Linked DNA regions of Anas platyrhynchos: region 2 is linked to region 1. A link is a contact called in public Hi-C data. All regions are on one chromosome and are shown on one strand. Each heading gives the region's core, a stretch centred on a gene start, on an enhancer-like site or on the middle of the called end of the contact. The rest is flanking DNA. Distances are from core to core; before and after follow the strand shown.

Region 1 (7,310 bases), core at 3,529-6,028:
GGCCAGCTGCTGCTCGCCGGCAGAGGGGACGCCGGCTTTGATTCATGGCCCCCCCCTGGCCCTCCCTCTGCCCTCCCCCTCGAAGCCTTTTCCTTGTCTCCAGCTGTAGCCCCGCGGCGCGCCGGCCACGTGCATCTGCCGCCAGGAAAACAAAAGCATCCCTTGGCCCCGTGGCCCCCGTGGCCCTCTGCGTCCCCGTGGCCCCGTGGCCGTGCCCCCAGCGCTGAGCCGTGTCCTGCTTTTCTTCCAGGCGGCCCCCCCTTCCCTCGAGACGCCCGTTGCCAAGCCCGCCACCGCCGAGCCCCGGCACCGGCCGCTGGGCACCAAGGAGAGCCCAGGCGCAGCCCCGGATCCCGGCCTCGAGCGCAGCCAGAGGACGGCTTTGGATGCAGAGGGTGCGGACGCCGGAGCTACAAGTAGGTGCTACGGGGCACGAGGGGGTTCCCAAGCCCCCTCGCCACGAGGAGATTTTGGGGATGGGCAGCCGAAAGGCACTGAAATTTTGGGGAGGTGACCCCGGTGCCCTGCCCGCCGTCCCCAGGGCTGTGAGTCAGGCCACGGGCGCCGCGGGGAGCCGCAGCATTGGGCAGGCCCCGTTGGGGGCCGAGTTGGGGGGGAAGAGGGAGAAGCCCAGGGGCTGGGCCGGGCCGCAGCTCCCAGGACTCGGCCGCCTCGTCCGTCAGGAGCGGCAGCATTTTTGGGAGAGGCATCACAGCACGCCTGCTTCCCGCCTGCCGCCTCCCAGGACCGGCTGGTTTGCCAGCCCTTCCCGGCGGGTGCGCCGTGCCGTGCCACACCGTGCCGTGCCATGCCACGCTGTGCCGTGCCGTGCCACGCTGTGCCGTGCTGTGCCGTGCCACGCCGTGCCACACCGTGCCGTGCCGTGCCAGGCTGCTTTGATCCAGCAGCAGCTGCCAATGCCAGCTCCTGGCACTGCGCTGGGGACAGCCGGGCACCGCAAGGTGCAGCGGGCAGGGAGCCAAGGCAGGCAGTGCCACCCCCCCAGGGCGCACGGGGAGGTTTTGTGCCCCCCTCCAGCCCCCAGCAAGGGCAGGGCTGGGCGCTGGGGCGCCGTGGGCAGACTCAGCCGTGCGGCAGCCCGTGCGCTGCGTCCCCGAGGGAGGGGGGGACCGAGGGGAAGGGGGGGGCAGGCTGCATTTGCAAGCTGCTCACAGCCCGGTGCGCAGGCAGGCTGGGAGCTGTGGCCTGGAACGGGCCTGCCGGAGTCAGCGCTGGATTTATTACCCTGCCAGTGGCTGCCGGGCAAAGGTGACAGTGACTAATGGCTTGTTACACGCCTGCCACATCTCATCTGCGCGCCGCGGCCGGGTGCTGGCGTTCCCAGCCCCGGGCTCGGCGTGTGGGCAGCCTGCGCCCGCCCTGCCTGCCCCTCGGGGACGGGGGCGAGCCACCCCCACCCCCCCGTGTCCCCCAGGCAGCTCGGAGCGGGTGCCGGTGACATCTGTGCACGGGAATCCTCAGGCTGAGCCACCGGCACCGTGTCCCCTGAGGCTGGCACAGCTTTGGGGACCCCGGGGTGTCCCCAAGGTGCCACCGCCGTGTCCCCAGGCGGCCCAGCCGGCCAGATGCTGGCACAACCCGGAGCTTGCCGGGGAGGGGCCGGCTGGCCTCGTGTGACACCCGGGGCTTTCCAGCACCGATGAAACTCCTTTGTGGTTGCAAAAGCAGAGCCACACTTGTCACCTCTGTCAGCGCCGCCGTCCCCTCCCGCTGCCACCGGCAAAGAGCGCAGAGCCCAAGCCTTCAGCCCCGTGCGGGGTGCAGGTGACAGCCCCCTGGGGACGTGGGACCTGCTCTGCCACGGCCACCCACTCCTCTCTTTGCGTCCCCTTCGCCCCCTTCCAGCTCTTCCCTGCGTGGTTTTGGGGTGGAAAGCTGCTTTTTGCCTGGTCATGGAGGTGGCTAGAGGGGGCTCGGCCGGGTGCTGGGCCCAGGATGGGGCTTGCTTTGTGCCGGCTGAGGTTTTGGTGAATCGGGCTGCCAGACTTTAACGAGCCTGAAATCATTTCGTTATTGCTTTGGAACACGATTTCCAGCGGGCGCTCACTTGGCCAGGTACAGGCAGGGTTTTTGGGGAGCCAGCTCCTTCCATCACGGCGATTTTTCAGCACTGTGATCCTGGAGGCTTCTCGGGGAGATGCTGGGGGGTTTCTTGCTTTTTAAATTATTATTATTATTATTTTGGAATATGCACACCCCATATTTCATCGTCGGAACCGGCCAAAGCTCCAGCACTACTTTTGGAACGCCGGCTCGTGGAGGCACCCCGGCGTGGAACATTTCAGCCTGAGGAATTCGGGTTCGGGTCTGGCAGAGTCCGGAGAGCTGGGAAACGGGGGGCTGACAGCGAGAAATACTGAGGGGGCTCGGGCATCGCCCCCATCCAGGCCAGCTCCAGGTGCAGGCGTGCGGTGCCGTGCGCGGGCACGTGTGTGTGCGTGAGCGTGGAGATGCTGACAAAGCCATAAACCCATTCACTAGGAAAATTAAAAAAAATTAACAGGCATTGGCTCGCTCTAGATTAGTAAAGGCAGCGAGATAAAAGTGGCTCTTTATACCTTGTGAGAATTGCTGATAAGGGCATTTGTTCCTCCGGATCCTTGAGAAAGAATGCCATGAAAATTTAAAATAGAATGGGGAAAAAAAGGAGGGGAGGGGGTGAGGAATGGTGGGACTGGGGGAGGTGGGGGCGTCACGGGCAGGGTGGGCACCACGGGCAGGGGGGCACCACGGGCAGTGGGGTGCTGTGGTTTTGGAGGGGTTGTGGCTGGATGCTGCCCTCCAGCCCCTCTTTTAGGGTTTGGGGGCACTCGGGCTGGGTGCACAGCAGCCCGGGTCAGCCCCCCCATATTTCAGGGGTTGTTTTTCCCCGCTGTGAAGCCCCCCCTGCTGTGGTCTCTGCATCTCCTCCCGGAGAGCTGCAAGTTCATGGCCGGCAGCGCTGGGCCCAAATTCCTCTCCGGAGCCTCGCGGGCTGCTCCGCACGCCGGACAGGCTCGGCAGGACCTCGACCTTCCCCGAGGACTCGTGCCGCCTGTTAAGGACCGGTGGTTTCCCTCTCTGGCCACGCAGCTCATTTTTGGGGGCTCTCCGAGCCCCTCGGTCACCAGCGTGCGGGCAGAGCCCCGTGGAGTTGTGGTTGGGGTGGCACGGGGGTGGCCACCGCCTTCCCATCCCCAGGGAGGGTAGATTGCTGGGTCCCCCTTCCTGTGCCCTGTGCAAGGGGTTTTTGGGGTGCATGGAGGGGGCTGGGTGCCAGCATCCTCACAAACAGCACCCCGAGGTGGTGCCAGCCCCGTGGCCCCCCCTGTGGGGTCTGTGCTGGTGCCAGCCCTGGGTGCGTGTGGTGGCACCTCCGTGGGGTCCTCACCGACCAGGAGGGGATCCCGCCCGTGCCCTGTGCTTGGATGGAGGTCCCAGCATGTGGGGAAGGGGGGGAGACCCCATTTGAGGTGGAGGTGGCCCTGCTGCCCCTATCTTTTGCCCCCCCCTCCCCACTGATGCTGGGTATGGGGTCAGCACCCAGCTCCTCACCCCACGCAAACCAACGGCTGCCCCCCATTCCCCCCTAAGCCCCCCCACCCCCCTTTCCCCACTCTGCCATCATACAGCCCCCCCTTGGCACCCCAATCCCCTTGGGGAGGTGGGGGGGGGCCCTCAATCCCCTTGGAGAGGTCCCTCCCCATCCCCACCTCCCCCCCCAACCCCCCAGCTTTTCCAAAGGGGGCGCAAGGGGGACTTGACCCCAGCTCCCCTCGGGTCCTCCCCCCTCGGGAAGGTGCCAGCCGGGGCCGCCCCCCCGCGGGGCGCTGCCCTGCCCGGCCCGGCCCCCGGTGAGTCACGCTCCAGCCGTGCGCTCCCGGGGCGGCGGGCGGGCGCCGAGGGAAGCAGGAAGCGGCGGGGGAAGGCACGGCACGGCTCGGCTCGGCACGGCTCGGCACGGCTCCTCTCCGCTCCCTTTCGCCCTGCCGGGCCCCGCTCCGGCGCCTCCCGGGCCCGTCCCCCCCCCTCCCCATCCCTCTGCGCGCAGCGCTCCGTGCCCATCCATGGACGAGCGCGGCCCCCGGTGGACGGCGCGGCCGCTGGGTGAGTGCTGCGCCCCCGTGCGCCCCCCCCCCCTCCCCGGGACCCCCCCGGGTGCCCCCGAGCTCTGTTGCCCCCTCCCCACGGTCCGTTTTATGCCCCCCGACCCCTTCACCCCATAACAGCACTGGGGTGGGGTGGGTGCCCCCGGCCTCTCCGAGCCCCCCCTCTCCAAGCAGGAGGGGTGCTGGGGGGGGGCAAGGTGTGGGGGTGACAACTGGGGGGTGCCCCCCTTCGGTGACCCGCCTGCTGCGTCTCCAGGGGGGGCGCACGGGGTCGTGGCACCCGGTGGGTGCTGCCTGGCTCTTGGTGGGTCACCGGGTCCTTGTGGGGGGGGGACAAGGGGCTTTTTGTCCCCAAGGTGAGGACACAAGAGGCCACCCCCGCTGCGCCGGTGTCAGGGTGCTGGGGATACCCTGGGGGTGCCACCAGTCGGTGCCAGTGACCTTGGCACGGCTCCGTGCCCTGCTCTTGGCACTCTCCCCCCCTCGTCGTAGGGCTGGGCCTCGGTTTCCCCACGGGGCAGCGGGCAGCCCGTGCCTTACCGCCGTCCCCAAACGTCCCCCGCCACCTCCGGGAGCCTTTTGCCACCCTCTCCGTGCCGAGGGGGGAGCCCGGCTAACGTGCGCCGCGTCGCCCTTTCCGCGGGGTGAGGTCACGGCCTCCCAGTCTCGCCCATCTCCCGGGCTAATCGTCTCCCGGCGTGTTTATCTGCTCGGTTCCAGCCTCGCTCTTCCAGCCCTGCCTTGCCCTTCGCCCCGGGGCCCGACGGGTCGCCTCGCCGGCTCCCTAATAACCTGGGCGCTTCGGCACCTGGGTGCCCTGCCCCAGCCCTGCTCCTGCTTTGCATGGCGAGGCCGCGGTGGGTGCCAGCACCTGAGGTGGGTGCCGGCACCCTCCTGCCCTCCCCGTCCTCTGGAGAGCACCTCCTGGGTGCAGCAGAGCGAATGCCCGGCCTTCCTCTTCCTCCTCTCCTCCTCCTCCTCCTCCAGCCAAGCGCGGCGGAGGCTCCCCAGCGGTCGCGGGGGTGCCGAGGGGATGCTTGGAGGGGGGCGTCGGGGTACCCGGGCGGGAGCTGCGGAGGAGTTAATGGAGGGAAAAGGCAGCGGGAAGGCAGCGGCGCCTCTTCCTGCGAGCGCCCGCGCGCCTGCGCGCCGGCCGAGCAGATGGGTGAGCCTGTGTGGTTTGTGGGTGTGCCCCCGCGGGGCCGGCTGCGTGCGAGGCAGGCGTGCGCGAGGCCGCGTGCGTGTGCATGCGTGTGGGGTGTGTGTGTGTGTGTGTGAGCCCGGCAGTGTTTGCCTAACCTTGCGGGGAGGTGCCGGGTTTGGGGAGGGGGATTTGGCACGGCCACGCTGGGCCAGCTGGGGTGTGAGGCTCCCGTGCAGCGCAGGGGGGGGATTTGGGGTGTGCGTGCACACGCGTGTGCAAGCACTTGGAGCCCTGTGGCGTGTGCTGAGCGCTGCTGGGGGGGCGTGCACCCAGGGGGGGCGTGCGCAAGCGTGTGCGCACCGGTGGGAGCGTGCAGGAGCGTGCACACCCAGGCCTTTTGCAACGAGGGGAGCGTGTGTGCATGCGTGTGTGTGTGTGTGTGTGTGTGTGTGTGTGTGTGCTGGCTCCGGGGCAGGGAGAATTACAGTGGAGACAGTGGCTTTGGCGGGGGGCCAGGGCTCCTGCCGTCTCGGGGAGGGTTGGGGAGGGGGGGGGACGGGCAGGGTGCCGCGGGACGCGCAGCTCGGCGGCAGCAGCAGGCCGTTTTTATCGCTTCCTGACACGCTCGCGGCCCTGCGTGGGGCTGCAGGTTTCGGGGGGAAGCTCCGGAGCAAGGGGTGTGGGGGGGTGCTTTTAATTTCCCTTCTCCTTGCTCCTTCTCCGAGCCCCCAGACCCTCTGTGGCACCAGCCGTGCACCCCGGCACCACGGGGGGGTCGGGCAAGGAAGCGGGTGCTGCAGCAGGAGGAGGGCTGGGGGCATTTGGGGGGGCTTTATTTTGGGGTGGGGGGGTCTCCACCCATGCTGGCTGTGTCTGGATGGGGTGTGCTGGGTGCAACGGGGCACTTCGGGGTGGGGGGCACCGTGCCGGGGGTCACACTCCCGTCCCCAACTCCTGTCCCCAAGCCCCAGCTGTGGGTGTCCCGGGGAGGAGGGGAGGGGAACCGCGTGCCCTGGGGGGGTCACGGGGCAGCTCAGGGGTTGGCCAGAGGTGCCGGAGGGGGGGCGAAGGGCAGCGAGGCCAGGGGTCGGGGGGGGCCGCGGGGACAAAGCTTGGCAGGGCGCGAGCGCGCGTGGTTCGGTGTGACCGCTCCGGGAAGGCTGCCAAGGGGATTGCCCTTGAAATAGCACTTTCCGTGCCCTGGCTTCCCTCGCTGCTCAGCCCGGGGGGGTTGGGGGGGGGCCTGCGGTGACGGTGCCGGGGGTGTGGGGGCCTCTCAGCTCCCTGCAGCCCCCCCCCTTTGCCATCCCGGCACCCGAAATGCGGGCGGTTGCAGCGGGAGGAAGCGCCCCCGTTGCTCCCGCGCCGATAACGCGGGCGCATTATCGCGGGGCCTCCTGCACCACGGCCCCCCCCCGCCACCACCAACCAACCCCCCTCCCACCCCGCTCCCTTATCTGCCTCCCCTCATCTGCCTCGGCCGTTGTCCCCGGCTCTGCTCACGCCCCCCCCTCGGCCCCCACAACGCCCACGGGGTCGGCCCTTGGGCGGCCGCCGCGGCCCCGCTGCTTGGCAGCGTGCCCCCTGGCTCCTTTTTGAAGTTGGAAATCCATTTAAGTCAAGAGGAGGGAAAGTTATTGCCGCTAAAGCCCCTCGCGTTTAGCACTAAATCCTCTTTGCTGCTCCGGCACAGCCTCTTAGCACCGGCGGGGCCGTGCCGGTGTCTCCATGGGGGGGGGGAACCAGGCTGCCGTGCCCCCCTTCCCCGGCACCCCGCGGCCTTGCCGTGTTGGGAAGGGTTTTTGGGGCTGGGAGCGAGCTTTGGGAGCATCGCCACGGCTTGCTGCCACCTCCTTGCCCACGCTGACCCCATCCAGAAAGGGGTTTCTCCTGGTGGCACCGCTGCTTTGCCACCCCCGTGTCCCCATGTCCCCTGTGGGGTGGGTGGCACAGCGCGGCAGCTCGCCCCCCACCCCGATCCCATGCAGCGGGGGCAGGCTGAGACCGTCGGGGTCAACACCAGGAGCGTGCCCCCAGCCCTCTCCCTGCCATCCGTT
Region 2 (7,612 bases), core at 2,423-4,922, 62 kb after region 1:
GAAATTGAGAAAAAAAAGAAAGAATTGAAAAAACAAATCCCATTTCCACTGGGGCAGGTGCTGTCACACCACAGCCCCCCCCCCTTCCCCATCCCTCCAATTCTGATTGTTTTTTCCCTTTTCCCTTTGGTTTCTGTCTTTTTTTGGGTCCCTCCAAGCACTGGGGCAGCTGCGGTGCTGCATGGGGGGTGGGGGTGAGTCCCAATGTCCCAATCCTAAAACCAGCAGGGGCTGCACGGGGTTGGAAAGGGGCAGCACGGGGAAGGGGGACCCAACCCCACTGCAGCGGGCACAGCCCCAAAATCCCCCTAAATCCCCCAAAATCCCCCAAAATCCCAAAACAATCAGACAGAGTGAAGGGAAGGCGTTTGGGCAGGGGAAATGGGGGCACACCCTGAGGCTGGGCGCATGCCTGGCTCCTTGGGGTGCTCCCCAAACCTTCCCCTTCCCCGAGTGCCAGGCTGGGAAAAAGAGGTTGGGGATGGAAAAATCGTGGGCAAAATTTCTCCCCCGCAGCTCCCACGCTGAGAATTCCCCCCCACAGCAGCCCAAAATCGAGTTTTTGACCCTGTGCTCGCAGCTTCTCAGGAGGATTCCCCCCGGGTCCTGTCTCTTTGTCCCCACCCCGCGTGGAAATCACTGGAGCGGTAACAGGCAGAGCCAGGAGAGGGCAGGAAAAGCAGGGAGGTAACAGAAAACAAGGAAATAATTGGGAAAAAGAAGAAAAAAAAGCACTAAACCTGTTCTATCTGTACTTATTTGGATTAATTGTAATGGAATATATCATTTATCGAATGTAGTGGTTAGCTATTTAGGAACACAGGGCTGGAATTGCTGGAAACGTCCACAGAAATAAAAGCTTCAACGATGGCAAAGGATTCTTCCTGCCCCAGCAGCCAGGGGGAAGCTGCCCTGCTCCCACGTTGCTCAGCCCACGTTGTTTGCCCCCCCCAGCACCGTTTGACCCCCAGATGGAAAAAAAAACGTGAGGAAATTCAGCGCGGCTCGCTCAGTGGCCGCTCGCTTCTTTATTTTTAGTTTCAGCCACAAATAAAAATGAGATCTCGTACAAAACAGCCTGGGCGGGAGAGGGAAAACCCTTTCCTTTTGTCCTCCTGCACAGGGAGCAGCCGGAGGTTGCTGATCTCCCCGGCGCACGCCTCGGGCTCCTCTTCTCATGGCTCTGAGCGGATTCTCGGCGAAGCGCCGCCTCGAAATTCCTCTCTCCCAAGCCGGCGCGTGGCCTGTGCTGCCCTCAGAAGTTCCCTCTCCGAAGCACAGCCACGCCGGGCAGGGCAGGGAGCTCTGCCTGCCGCCAGAGAGCAGCCGAGCAGAGAGCAGCTCCCCGGCAGGCTCTGAATTTCCCCCACTCTCCGGGGGAAGGTTTGAGGGCGGGCGCCTCAGAAATCCTGCGACTGGGAGCTGTGGGAGGGCTGCAGGTTGGTGCGCAGCTTGTACATGTGGTCCAGGGCTTGCGTGAGGAACGTCCCGATGGTGTTGATCTCCATCAGGGTCAGGTTATCCAGCTGGAAAGAGAGAAAAAGCCACAAAATTTGAGGCCCTGATGATGCGGGAGATGAGGAACGCAGCCAACAGCTCCGCAGCGCTCATTTTCCCTCGGTGCCACCCCAAAGGACAACCCGGCTGCACCCAGGGGGGCAGGAGAAGCGCAGAACCCGCAGGATTTCTCTCCCCACCCCTCGGGGGATCCACGAGCAGAGCTGCCGAGCCCCCGCTGCCCCCAAACCTTGGCGTGAGCCTCCTGCTGCCGGACGAAGCTGTCGGCGGACAGGCGCAGCTTGGCCATGCGCGTGTCCCACGTGTCCTTCACCAGCGTGCGGATCTCGTCGGCCTTGGGGATGTTGTCGGAGGCGCTGGGGGGAAAAAAAAAAAAGGATGCTGCAAACAAAACCCTGAGAAATCGTCCGGGTGAACACGCACCCCAAAATGTCCCCACGCTTACTAGTTTAACAGCAGCTTCGTCAGCTCCATGTAGTAGGGGCTGGGCATGGGGGTGAAGGTGTCCTCTTTGCGTTCCTGGTCCCGTATTTCCTCCAGTTTTTCTGCAAGGCAGCCAGGAGCGGTCAGGAGGAGAAAAAAAAGGCAAAAAGGCAGGCTGGTTTTGCAGAACCGAGCCCGCGAGCTGAACTCAGGTAAATGCAGAGAGTGTGAAGGGAGAAAAAAGGTTCCCGGGTGAAGGAAAAAGCCCCAACGCCCGTCCCGGGGGCTGGCAGCTGCTGCACCAGGGCAAGCTGTGCCTGATCTGCCCAGGAAGATTTCGTTTTTTTTTGCGAAAATAAATCAAAAGGAGGGAAATCAGCTCCTTCTCTCAGTGTTAACTCGTGTCTGGTGAATTCAGCTCCATGTTACCAGCAGATGCCCGTGGGTTTTTGTCTTTCCCTCGCCCCCGCTGAAGCTCACCCACGTCCATCCACTCCGGGGGCACCAGGCGGCATTTCTGCCTCTGCTTCAGGTTGATGGCCAGCCACAGCGGCACCTCCACCGGCAGCCCCGGATTGAAAGGGCCCAGGTCCCCCTGCAAGAGGGATGGGAGAGGGAAATACGGTGAGGGAAAGGGCTCGGGCACTGCAGCGCCCTGCTCCTCTGGCTTCTGGGGAGTTATTAGGGGATTTGGAGAGGTCTGAGCCGGGCAGTGCCTCAATTTCCACCTCCTGCTCCCCACGCCCCCTCCCAGCCCCTGCCCCTTCAGTCCCCCCACACCTCCACCCCCCAGCCCCGCAGCCCCTGAGCCCAGCCTCCCCCAATCCTCACTCCAAATCCCCCAACCCCGGTCTCAAACGCCCCGATCCTGACCCCAAATACCTCATCCCCTGACCTTAACCCCCCCCCAGCTCTGAACCCCAAATTCCCTCAGTCCCAGACTCAAATCTACTAGCCCTGACCCCAAAATCCCTGATCCTGGCCCCAAATTCCCCAACTTTGACCCCAAAACCCCCAGCCCCTGACCCCAAACCCCCCAACCATGACCCCACATCCTCCAAGCCCCATCCCGAAAATCACCTTTCCCCTGGCCCCAAATCCCCGCCCCTGTCCCCCAAACTCCCATTTCTGACCCCAAATCCCCCGATCCTGCCCCCAAGCCCCCTCAGCTCTGTTCCCCTGATCCCCCAACCCCTGTCCCCCAAAACATCTTTCCCCTGACCCCAAAACCCCCATCCCTGACCCCAAAACCCCATCCCTGACCCAAAACCCCCATCCCTGACCCCAAAACCCCCATCCCTGACCCCAAATTCCCCATCCCTGACCCCAAAACCCCCATCCCTGACCCCATATCCCCAGATCCTGCCTCTAAACCCCCCCTTTCTGCCCCCAACCCCCCAATCCCTGCCCCCAGCCCCCCTCAGCTCCTCCCCTCCCAACCCCCAACCCCCGCCCCCCGCAGCGGCCTTCCCCTGCCCCCAAACCCCCATTTCTGACCCCAAAACCCCCATTTTTCACCCCAAACCCCCCGTTTCTCCCCCCAGGCCCCCGTTTCTGCCCCCGGCCCCGCACCCCGATGAGGTGCACTCGGTCCATGCTGAAGCTGGGCACGATCGTCACCAGCTCCTGCTCGGCCAGGAACTCCGCCTCAGCCGGCTCCATGGCGACGGCACCGGAACCGGAAGCGGAAGCGGAACCGGCTCTGGGCCCGCCACGCTCCCGCCCTCCCCATTGGCTGCGCGGCCTCTAAGCCCCGCCCACCTCTCCCGCTTCCCGCCGCCGGCCGCTTTTTCGCGCTCTCCGCTTGGGGGCGGGACGCGGCGTGGCTCGGAGCTCTCTGATTGGTTAACCCGTCTCGCCCTTGACTTCCCATTGGCTGCCGCGCGGAGAGGGGAGGTGCGCGCCGCTAGCCGCGGGACCAATCCGAACGCGTCCGCGGGGGAGCATCGACCAATCAGCGCTCAGCACTTGTTGCCAGGGCGCCGCGGGGGCAGACTCCTCCTCCCCGGTGCTGCACATGCGCAGTGCGCCCCGCTCCCTGCTGCTCACTGCTGCCCCCTGGCGGCCGGGGCGGGCAGCGCCACGCAGGGACCCCCGGGACCCCCCAGGACCCCCCCAGGACCCCGTTATGGGACCCCCCGTCCGCCCCCAGCCCTGCCCCTGTGTCCCCGGGAGGCTGCACACGGGCAGGTGCTGCCTGGTGTACAGGGGTCTGCTTCCCTGCTGCTGCACGGGGATCTGTCCATCCGTCTGTCTGTCTGTCTGTGCATCCACCCATCCATCCATCTGTCCATCCATAATCCATCCACCCGTCCACCCACCCACCCATCCATCTACCCACCCAGTCACCCACCCATGCTCCCATTCAATCACCCATCCACCCATCCTCTTACCCATCCATCCATCTACCCCTTTGTCCGTCCGTCCGTCCGTCCGTCCATCCACCCATCCATCCATCCATCCATCCACCCACCCCACCATCTACCCATCCAGCCACACGTGCACCCATCCACCCACCCATCCATCTATCTACCCACCCATCCTTCCTTCCATCCTTCCTTCCTTCCTTCCACTCACCCACCCACTCACCTACCCATCCATTCACCCACTTGCATACCCACCCACCTATCCACCCATCCATCTACCCTCCCATCCATCCATTCATCCTCCTGTCCATCCATCCAACCACCCACCCACCCATCCACCAATCCACCCACCCATCCATCTACCCACCTACCCATCCAACCACCCAACCACCCATCTACCCATCCATCTACCCACTTATCCATGCAACCACCCACCCACCCCTCCACCCACCCATCCATCCATCTCTCCATCCCTCCATCCATCTGTCTTCCCACCCACCTACCTACCCATCCATCCACCAACTTGTCCACCCACCCACCCACCCCGCCATCTACCATTCCACCCACCCACCCACCCATCCATCCATCCTCCCACCCATCCATCCATCCATCTACCCACCTAGCCACACAACCACCCACCCATCCCTCCATCCCTCTTTCCATCCATCCATCCATCCCTCCATCCATCCATCCCTCCATCCATCTATCTTCCCACCCACCCACCCACCCACCTACCTACCCATCCATCCACCAACTTGTCCACCCACCCACCCCGCCATCTACCATTCCATCCATCCATCCATCCTCCCACCCATCCATCCATCTACCCAACAACCCACCCACCCATCCACCCACCCACCCATCCATCCATCCATCCATCCATCCATCCATCCATCCATCCATCCATCCATCCATCCATCCATCCATCCATCCATCCATCCATCCATCCATCCATCCATCCATCCATCCATCCTCCCACCCATCCATCTACCCACCTAGCCACACAGCCACCCACCCATCCACCCATCCCTCCATCCCTCCTTCCACCCATCCATCCATCCATCCATCCATCCACCCACCCACTCACCCACCCACCCACCCCCCACACCCATCCCTCCACCCCCCCACGCACCCCCGTCCCCCCCCACCTCTCCCCACCCCACCCCGGGGGTGCCCCCGTCGTGGCGCGGTCCCCGCGGTGCCACCAGCACGCAGCACGGCTCCTCGGGACGCTTTATGAACGGCTGTGCCATGCCGCGAACACACTCGGGTGCCTTTTGCCATCTGCTGCTGGCATTAAAAAATTAAATTTCCATCTGCTTTCACACACCAGCCTCTGGGGGGGGGGCGAAGGGGGCTTCTTGGCCAAGCTGCTCCCCAAAAAGCGTCGTCCCCGGGGTGATTTTGGGGTCTCCGGTGCCCCCCTGAGTGCTCAGCGCCGGTTGCAGGGTGGCGATGTCCCCCCGGTGGCTCTCCGGGTGTCCCGGGACAGCGTGGCCCCCGTGGGCGTGGGGGGTGTGACGATGATGGAGGGCACGTGTAGGTGTTTGTCGCCCGCTGCCGGGACCCCCCCGGCGCCGTTCCCGCTGCTCACGCACGTCTTCAAGCCTAGGGGAGGGGACAGCATCGTTGGCTCAACCCTATACGAGCCACCGGAGAATCCCCGCATCCCATTTCCCCGTTTGCCCACCCACCCCGCTGGATGCAGATCGCTTTAATCTGATTTTTTTTTTTAATCATGAGCAAAGCCCCAGCCCCGCGCCCGGCAGCCAGGTTTTAACTCCTCTCCGAAGCAGGAAAACGCCCGGCGGGGACAAGCCACTGATATTTTTAATCTCTTTTTAATTAAGGATAAAGCCCTGCCTTATGTAAGGGAGCCGGGGAGGGGATTGAGGGGGGGGGGTGTTTTATTGCGGGCTCTGAGCCTGCCTGTTGGAGCCGAGGCTGGTTTGGGGAGTGAGGGGGTGTTTTGGGGCTGCTCCCCCGTGGTTTTGACCCTGTTTTGGGGTGTTTTGGTGACCCCCAGCCCCTCTCTGCAGCCACCCTAAGGTTAGGGGAGGGTCTCTGGGGTCCCCTGCAGCAGGCTGCCTGGCGTCCCCAAAATGGGGAGGGGGCACACGGGTGCTGAGGCTTCGTCCTGCTTTGGGGAGGGGTTAAATGGGCAGAAAACAGAGAGGGGAGGCTGCTCTTTAAAATTCAACTGTTTTGGAGGGTTTTGGGGGAAAACTTTATCCACCGTGGATGAGGACACCAGGATGGGGACACCAGGATGGGGACCCCATGGATGAGGACCCCATGGACAGGGACCCCGTGGGTGATGTGTCCCCTCTCCTCCAGGGCTCTGAGGGCTCATTTTGGGGTGAAGCATCACCGGGGACACCCTTGGAGCCCCGCTGTGACAACGGGGCCACCGCTTCCCAAATCTCCCTTGGTGCCACCCCGGACCAGGCAGGGGATGTGCGCCCATGGGTGCTGGTGCCATGGGGTCAGGAGGTGGCCACCACCCCCTGCCCATCCCTGCAGCCCCCTTGGGCCGTGCCACAGGTCCCCAAAACCACATCCCAGCCTCTGCCGAGCGGCACCGGGAGTCCCACGTCCCCCTCTCCGAGCCAGAGCTGAGAAAAGTAAAGTTTGGTGCAAAAAAAAAAGTGAAGTTTGGCGAGCTGCCCCGTGCTGGGCGCTGCCCCCGAGCACCCCAACCCCGAGCATCCTTCCCACGGCCCCACCTCTGAGCAAACCCCAAACCCAGGAAAACAACAGCGAGCTCAGGACCATGCCCCAAATCCTCCAGGGCTGGAAAAAAAACCCCGGAGTCCCCTCGCAGGAGCTGCAGCATCCCCAGCTCAGAGCCCAAGCCCCGTGCTTTGTCCTTTAGGAGCCAGCAAAGCTCCTTCATGCGCGGCCTCCCCAGCCCTCCCCGCGCTCAGGGGACCCTCCCGGACCCACCTTTGAGGCAGGACAACTTGAGCCCCATGTTCTCATCCTCTTGGCGGGGCCTCGCCGCGGCGCACGGCTCTCCGGCCCCGCTGCCGGCCCCGGCTGCAAAAAAAAGAGAGGCGAGGGCTGCAGGAAAAACGCTTGAGGGGGGGGAAACCGGGGCTGGAGACGCCTCGAGGAGGAGGAAGGAGCAGGAGGAAGGAGCGGGAGGAACGTGGGCACCCTCTGCGCCGAGGTGCGCGCGTGGAAACGTAAATAAAGAGAAATGTTGAGCGCGGCGAGCTGCCGGGGCACAACAGGAAGCCCGGGCGCTCGGCGGAGAAACCACGAGCTGATGTCACGGCCGCTGGCTGACTCAATCTCGGCCG

What was found. A called contact is a pair of places that touch in the nucleus more often than the background predicts.
Region 2: a Hi-C map of liver shows a contact between it and region 1, with 3 times the contacts expected there. The contact joins the promoter of GINS2 here to the enhancer-like site in region 1. A contact is called at or near these places in 2 of 8 Hi-C or Micro-C datasets (liver and subcutaneous adipose tissue).

What each region holds. Positions count from the first base shown.
Region 1 is chr12:2,644,408-2,651,717 of IASCAAS_PekinDuck_T2T, forward strand. It overlaps GSE1 (Gse1 coiled-coil protein), which reads left to right. Exons shown (of 17, transcript XM_038185359.2): 2 at 251-416. Among named protein-coding and RNA genes, the nearest start is that of GSE1, 33 kb to the left of the region's middle. Within about 2 kb of position 4,779, at least 6 of the 8 cell types and tissues checked have an H3K27ac peak or open chromatin away from gene starts, as enhancers often do. A contact at or near this core is called in subcutaneous adipose tissue, where this site is marked.
Region 2 is chr12:2,707,059-2,714,670 of IASCAAS_PekinDuck_T2T, forward strand. It overlaps GINS2 (GINS complex subunit 2), which reads right to left and starts at 3,673. Exons shown (of 5, transcript XM_027467180.3): 1 at 3,514-3,673; 2 at 2,422-2,536; 3 at 1,964-2,063; 4 at 1,748-1,874; 5 at 991-1,526. The coding sequence starts at 3,603. The coding sequence ends at 1,401. LOC113844962 (a long non-coding RNA gene) reads right to left here. Exons shown (of 2, transcript XR_003499995.3): 1 at 7,254-7,612; 2 at 5,529-5,915.